Linked DNA regions of Gossypium hirsutum: region 2 is linked to region 1. Evidence: chromatin contacts called from public Hi-C data. All regions are on one chromosome and are shown on one strand. The core of a region is the stretch at or near the end of the contact, and the rest is flanking DNA. Distances in the headings are between cores, read along the strand shown.

Evidence for each region. Hi-C and Micro-C count contacts between places; a contact is called where the count stands out from the background.
Region 2: a contact with region 1 is called in a Hi-C map of leaf, with 2.1 times the contacts expected there. The contact joins the promoter of LOC107950548 here to the promoter of LOC107950542 in region 1. A contact is called at or near these places in 7 of 34 Hi-C or Micro-C datasets (hypocotyl, leaf and petal).

The regions. Positions count from the first base shown.
Region 1 is chrD03:8,695,428-8,699,424 of Gossypium_hirsutum_v2.1, forward strand. LOC107950542 (inositol-tetrakisphosphate 1-kinase 1) reads right to left here and starts at 1,926. Exons shown (of 2, transcript XM_016885413.2): 1 at 876-1,926. The coding sequence starts at 1,824. The coding sequence ends at 898. It overlaps LOC121215336 (a long non-coding RNA gene), which reads left to right and starts at 2,989. Exons shown (of 2, transcript XR_005911146.1): 1 at 2,989-3,251; 2 at 3,392-3,997.
Region 2 is chrD03:8,506,298-8,510,264 of Gossypium_hirsutum_v2.1, forward strand. It overlaps LOC107950548 (heat stress transcription factor A-1b-like), which reads right to left and starts at 2,390. Exons shown (of 2, transcript NM_001327573.2): 1 at 1,872-2,390; 2 at 1-458. The coding sequence starts at 2,117.

The DNA.
Region 1 (3,997 bases), core at 676-3,175:
TTTAGGAATTTGAAACAATGATAAATAAATAGTGAATTAGTTATAATTTGAGAAAGTCGAAATTTGAACATTTTCAGTGTTATAAGAAAGTGAAGTCAGATACTGAAAAAGTTTGGAAAAGTCTATATATTGAGAGAAATAAATCTGGGGTATTAACTAGATTGTAAGAGAGTGAAAAGTATTGGAGGTAAATTGAGAAAATTAAGGTTAGAATGATTAAATTGAATTAAAAGAAAAAGGAGGAGGGATAGAGGTGAAAGTTTGCCAAAAGAAAGAATAAATCATACATGGTAGTATAGAAAAAGTTAAAAGGACAAAATGGTGATTATTTGAAAGAAATAATTATGAAAAGTGTAATGATTAAGGATTAAGGACTAAATTGTGTCAAAACATGATTGGTAAGGCAAAATGGTAATTAAGTCAACAGCTTAAGTATGACATAATACAAGAATATGGGACAAAGGAACTTCAGCTAACAAGTGACAGAAACCAAACTAAATTGGGTCTTTCCACCATCAATATTCCTTTCAAATCCTAGTTCATATCACTTATCTTATGTCCATCCCTAGCAAAAGCAAAAGCATGCTTGGATGATGAATTATTCTCCTCCCATTATCAAACTCCAAGGCAGCCCACTAAATCAAACTTTGTATTCACACCCAGATTCCCTGTGTTTGATCACCCATATTTGTATTCTAATAATATAGGCAAGTACAACTAGTTTGAGTTCCTCTACTTAAGAATTTGAGCAAAATTTGCAGCAAACAAGAACAAAACAAACCCACATTTGATATAGGAAACAAGTATGCGTCTATGATGATACAAAGCATGCCAATATGTGAGGTTATTAAAACCTGGAAATATTCAGAAAGTACCTATATTTGGCATCTCCAATCCTCAATTATCCCCGCAGTTTATGTCCTTGTGCACAACATCACGTAAAAAATCCGTAATGACAGACTCAAAATCCGGCATTTTGGCATACCCCGGAAAATAATTGATATCGATGACTAGGTAATTCTCCTTGTTTTTCCCATCCCTAATCACATCGAAATTAAACAAATTTAACCTCAATTCCTCCTTTAACCCTTCCACCAACTCCTTCACTAAACTCTCCGGGGGCATTTCCGTCTTTTCAAATTTACAACCTTCCCCTCCCCCTGCCGCTGCCAAATTCGAGACCTGCGAAAACGGCAGTGAACCTTTCAAATTTACCAGTTTCTCCTCCGAAATATCGGGTAACGACTTCCGTTTCACGCACCGGAAATATTTGCCGGCCACGTAGACTTTAAAGACGACGCCGCCGTGATTAACGAACTCCTGCAAAACAAACGGCGCCGTTAAGTTATTTAACCCATCTTTGTCGAAGATGAGGTGCAGTTTGTGCGACGTCTCACTGCCGTCCGCGTCTAACGGCTTCGCGATTAACGGAAAGTTGAGTTTCAAATTTTCCAAACCCGTAACTTCGGTAATGGTGATTTGTTTGGGGACTCCGGTGTTGTTTATTTTTAGTTTCGAAACAGTTTCGAGCATTGAGATTCTGTTTCGAAGGATGTCGATGGACTCTGGAGAGGCGATGATGGGGATGTTAGGGTTTCGGGAAGCGAAGTCTTGAAGATTTTGTTTCCAGTCGGAGTCGTACAATTTGTGGAGGATGCAATCGAAGGGTCCTTGTTGGATCAAAGGTTTGGTGGGGTCGATTTTGGTTAAAACAACGCCATTCTGGGAGGCGTGAGAAAGGAGGGACGGTACGATGAAAGTTTGCTCCTTTTTCGGAGTTAAAGCGTAGCCGATTTGGTAGGGTTTTGAAGAAAGATTTGACATTTTTGGGAGGGAGATCTGTTTGGAAGACGAGAAAGTTGAGGAAAGTAGAAGTTGCAGTGAGAAAATAATACATATGAGCTTCAGGAGAACGTGGCAAGTTGAATATATTTATAACACGTGTACTACTGCGTCCAGACTCAAATGTTAACTGAAAAGAAAAAGGAATAAGGAGAAAATACGGAAAAGTCAAATACGTAATTAGAATATAGAGATCTAATAAATAAATGACATGAACAATTTAAATTTAGTTAATAATATATCAGTATATAGAGGTGATAAAAAATTATAATATAATTAAATGTAAATATTAGATTAAAAGAAAATGATTTATTTATATAAATAGCATGTGTTTAAATCTGTAACTTTTTATTAATTTTTATAAAAAATAAAATATTAAGATACTTTTAAATAATATAAATTTTTAAAATACAGATTAATATTTTCATAATTTTTTTAATCAATTGGTGTTCGGTTGACTTTTAACATCAATCAATTAAGAGTTTAAATAATGGTATAAATAAGTTATATATAAGTGAGAGAAAACATTTTAAATAAAATAATTTGTTTTTAAAAAATTATTTAGTAATTACTATTGATATAATGGTAAATAATCACATTTATGATTGAATTTCTCAAAAATAATATTTTTTTTAAAATTACCAAATTAAATTTTTTTTAAGTATTGGAGTAGGCCGAAATAACAAAAAAGCTTCCAATTAGAAGCATTTTTAGCGGATTTATAGAAAAATGCTTCCAGTTAGAAGTGTGTTCCTTCTTGTCTGATTTTTTATTGTTAGGGTTTTAATTTTTTTTAAACAGGTTAAGGTTTCTAGGTTCTAGTGGTTTAGGGTTTTGTATATTTTTAAAGTTTTTTTTTATATATTCTTTAGATTTTTAATAATTTTTGAGATGTAAAGTTAATAATTATTTAATTTGATATTTACAACAATTGTATTTACACCAATCATATATTCGAATTGTAACATTTAATTCAATTCATAATCTAAAATCGAACTCCTCGATTCAATTAACTTCTAGTTTGTAATTTTTTTCTATTTTTACGAATGCAACTGAGTTTTGATCAGATTTTTTTTACAGGAGGTTGAGGTCAATCAGATTTTTCGGTACATTTTTTTCGAACTTTCAGTGCATTTTTTACGGGTGGTTGAGGTTGATCAGATTTTTTACGGGTGGTTGAGGTTGATCAAATTTCTGGAAATGCACTGAAAACACGTCCTACGTGGTGCGTTTTCCCTCTAACGCTTTCAGCGCATGCAAACTTCCACTCACCTCGGCTTTATAAAAGGATGGTTTTTAGCATTGAGTGGCATAAAGCAATTTCGAGCAAACAAAATTGCAAGAAGAAGAGGAAGTTGGCAAGATGTTTTATAAGGCTTAATTTGAAGCAACCACGCAATTTGCATTAAGTAAGGATCTATTTTTGTTGTTCATATATAATTACAACATTATTTTTTTGCATAATGTTTTTGTTTTGAACATGTGGAACATGTTATTTCGTTGAAAATGAGTGGATAAATTAATGTTATTGTTTATTACGATGATGAAGTCCATGACGTCGAGAATGGGGTTTTTTTTATAACACAACGCAATTGGCTTTTAACCCAAACATACAATTGCCAAAACTGCGTAGAAGAATTAGGCGAAAAATCGTCGGATCCAATCAGATGAAAGTACCATAATTGGAATATCGATTTTGTGCTTCGATCAACCTCGTCAAATATGATGCTTTCGATATCAAAGACGCAAGGGGGTTGAGGCAATGGTGCAGACGCATATTACTAGTGTATCACTAATACTCGAGTTATATGCGATGTTTGCAAACACAGATGAAGGCGCTTGGAGGTCAAAATATGTTCCAGTTCGAGAGGTCAGAACGGAAGAACAAGCTTCAAGATTCTAACGACACAGTTGTGCAATAGGTTCATTACTTTGTTAGAAAGTTCTCATTATGGTATCCCAGAATTATCAATGGGAAGACACTCATCGGTTTCTGTAACACCCGATTTTCAATTAACCGGAAAACTTGAAATAGTTAGAGGATTAATGTAACACCCCATTTCCTGAACTAATCGCAAGCTCCGAGCAACAGGATGTCATATTCGTTGTTGGAACAACAAATATCATTCGATCCATAAAAATTTCAAATCATACA
Region 2 (3,967 bases), core at 1,140-3,639, 190 kb before region 1:
TTTTCTTCATCCAGTCTGGAGAGTCTCCTCTTTTTGTTTCCACCAGTAAGGTGTCTGTTGCTTTCATTCTGTTGCTGTACAAGCTGGCTTAAGAAACCTGGACTTTGCATGGCCTTAGCAAGAAAAGACATCATTTGCTGCTGTCTCTGCTCCATCACCTGTACACGCTGGCCAACAGCTTGCAACTGGTTATCTGTGGCTTGTTGCTGCTGTCTCAACCTAACAAGTTCCTGCATGAGAACATTCTTGTCCCTCTTAAGCCTTTCAACCTTCTCTTCGAGCCCAAACGTCCCTACCTCAATGCAAGCTCCAACTGCCGAGCTATGAACTTGAGGTTGTTGATTACCATGGACATTAGCAGGTTTCCGCCTGCTGATAGTTTTCAAGAGATGTTTCTGACCTCTTAGGAACCCCTCATTTGCAAATTCCCAACGGTCTGGGTCAACTTTCCTAAAACCCTAAAGGAAAAAAGTTATGATGATCAATGACACGAGTTATCACATATATATTTTCCATACAATAGCAAGCCCACATATGTGAAAAGCAGGGTTGAATTTTAATATCTAATTGAATCACATATCATCCGTCTTGTTTGAGCCCCAATGCCTGACCACAATCAGTTAGTAATTACAAGCATAAACTTAACCTGCAGATAACAAACACAATTACAACTCGATGAGTTCTTCAGATCAAGGAGAAGAAAAGGTGATCAGAAGAATTCAATCCATAACATCCACCCTCTCCAACACATAAGCTTACAAATAATACTGTCCTAGTTTCTCGATCATGCTTTAGTTCACTTGTTGGTTAAAATAACATTTTCAGAGCCAAAAGAACTTGGAAAAAGAAAAATCAAAAGAAGAAAAGCTAACATGAGGAAATCAGGAAATGAATTGTCAATTTACTGAATCCCCTGAATTTAGCATCTTACTCAGATCAAATGTAGTTAGATCAAACATGGCAAGAACAAAGAAAAAGAATCAACAGCGGTAAAAACATGGAATATATATGCATCTCCAGAATTGATGGCATTTTAAACAAAAAAAACATCATTAAAGACATAGAATTTGTTTCAAAAACATGAAATCAATATAAAAAGCACACATGGAACAAACGCAAGACATTTCAGCTACTGATCTAAGAGCAGAAACACTATATATGAATATACTTTGTTTAATTCAAATTCAACATATAAGATTAATAGGAAAGAACTGCAATAAGTAGTATCATTTTATATGATAGTAAAATTGGTCAAAATATAAAAATGGTTAGTTGGGCATGCATGTGCATTCCATGGAAAATGGTTTTCAACCAATCATCCGCATGCCATTGACAATCCTATATAACAACAGGAACTGCATAAGCTAAGAGCTACCCAATATCCAATTTCGAAATGCACTAAGTAATATTTAAGATTGTTGTTATTAATATTAATACTAAACAAAATAATCACCACATTACGGTTGCAATTCCCAGTTCCTATATTTCAAATCGATATCCCAATTTAATTCAGTTTAGACAATTACTATACCATAAATTCATGATCCAACACTAATATGGTTCTAAAATCTCTCCTCCCACGAAACTTCATCTTTAAAACTATTCACAGTTCATTTCAATCTCATCTACGTATATTTCTTGAAGCCATATAATAGCAACCCAAGTTTCCATTAAAAGAAAAAACCAAAACCGTGAAAATCCAAACGAATTCAGAACCCCTTTAAACCTCAAAATCGTAATTCACCTCAAGAAATCACACATCAATCAGCCTACATATGTTCAAAGAATTGGAAGTCTAAAAACTAATAACAATAACAATAAGATAGAAAAGAAAAAAAGAACAAAAAGAACAAAATCAAAGAAATACCCACATAAGTATTGAGTTGTCTGACAAAGCTGGAGAAGTTATTGTGCTTAAAATACTTAGGCAGAAGGTCCCTTGAAAACTCCGGCACTTTCCAGACAACGAAACTGTTGTTAGCGCTACTCCACGAGATAACGGAGTTGGTCGATGGATCATCCACCACGTCGTAGGTTTTGCTGAGGAACGGCGGCACCGTGTTGCCGTTTGTGGCGACGGCATTCGCCGCTGATAATGAATCATGAAGGGAATCCATTTATCTTTTTTTTTAAAATAAAAAAATAAAGAAGTAGAAAACAAGTATTGGGAAATATTAGTTTTAAAGATCAGATGTGAGACGATTGGGCATGGAACGGGAGTGAAGGAAGGAAGCTATAGATTCTGTAGAGAGAGAGAGAGAGAAGAAAAAGGGTACTGTAATGGTAGGGTGGCTTTGTTTTTATTGTTTGGGAAGGATTGGATGAAGAAGAAAAGGAGGAGAAACACTAGTCTGACCGACACGTTGCTCTTTGTAAAACCATTTTCTAACCGTTTCCCAACCTCGCCATTTTTTTCCTTTTGCTTTAACTAACCGCTAAGGTTTTTTGTTTTTTGTTTTTTTTAAAATCTACTTATAAAATTGACGGAAATGACAATTTTGACCTAAAAGGAAGGCTGTTTAAACTGACCTGGCCATTTGGACAATCAGAAACTTGTCAAAATATTAGTTTGGAGAAGTGGATTGAATAAGTTGACTCGAGAACCCATTGATTTTGATAAAAATAAGTTGAATCGAGTGTTGGAACTAAATTTTTAATATATTTTTTAGTTTTTTTTAGTTTTTTAATAATTTATTTAATTAATCAGATAGGCCGGTAAAATCAGTCGAACCAGTTAAATTGACGAATCAATTCAACCACCGGTCTAATTTTAAAAATATTGGGTAAAAATATAATAAAAGTCTCTTTATTATATTTTGTATTGCAAGTCGATCTCTCTAATTAAAAAAATGAGTAAATTAATCTTTGTATATTACGAATAAGAGAAATATTTTTTTATTAGTTTTCTAAGGTTAATTGCTAATTATGTGGAGTTCTACTTTGACAATTTGGATTTAATGACATGTAAAAACTTTTAAAAATTACACAAAAAATCTATTAATTGAATTTTAAGTAATTACATGGCATATCATGTAATTTAAATGTTTAAAATTTAATATAAACTCAACAATATTTTAATCTTAATTATTAAAAAAAGTACTCTAAAAAATTATTGAAAAACACATTTAATGTTTAAAGAATTTCAAAGAAGAACCTTATCTCTTAAGTATGGGTTTGGATGGGCGATGCAGTATGTTTAGCTTACTTTTTGTCTCACGTTACAGTATTGCTATAATATCTAATCCAACCACCACCACTGTTTTTACACTACCACAGGTGTAATTCACCGTCCATCTAAATTCACACTAAACTTACCATCCCCAAATTCGAACAACCTTAAGTCCCAATTATGAAATTTATGTAATTTTAATCAATTCATGCTACCTTGAAATAGATCACCCAATTAAGTCAATTCTTCTGGTAGTTATGACCTTCGTCGTTATAAAACGCAAATCTTAAAATATATGCTTTTTTTATTATTTTTTATATTAATTTAATTAATTAGAGATAAAATAATTTTAAAAGAATATGATTTCTTTATAAATGAGTTTTAAAGGATTTAATTTTTTGATTTATTTCTTTAATAATTAAATTTAATTTAATTAAAGATAAACAATAATGACAAATGATGAATTTTGATTGGTTCAAAATTTCTAGATAAGTCTTAAATTTTTTTGCTTTCAGCTTTGAAGATCTTTTACAAAGGATGCCATCAATATATATATTCATTTGGATGGAACTTGGCAATGAAACAAAGAAGTCTACGTACCCTCATTTTTTAAGGACCAAGTCATAACGTAGTTCAATTTTGTTTTGGATTTGCAATTTAAGCTCATACTCAAGAGCATCATTTTTTTGATGAGCAGTTTATACTCATACTTAGAAGGTTCATTATTTATTTTGTGCGAACAGTTTAAGCGTGTTAAGAAGCATCATCATTTATTTTGGATGAACAATTTAAGCTCAT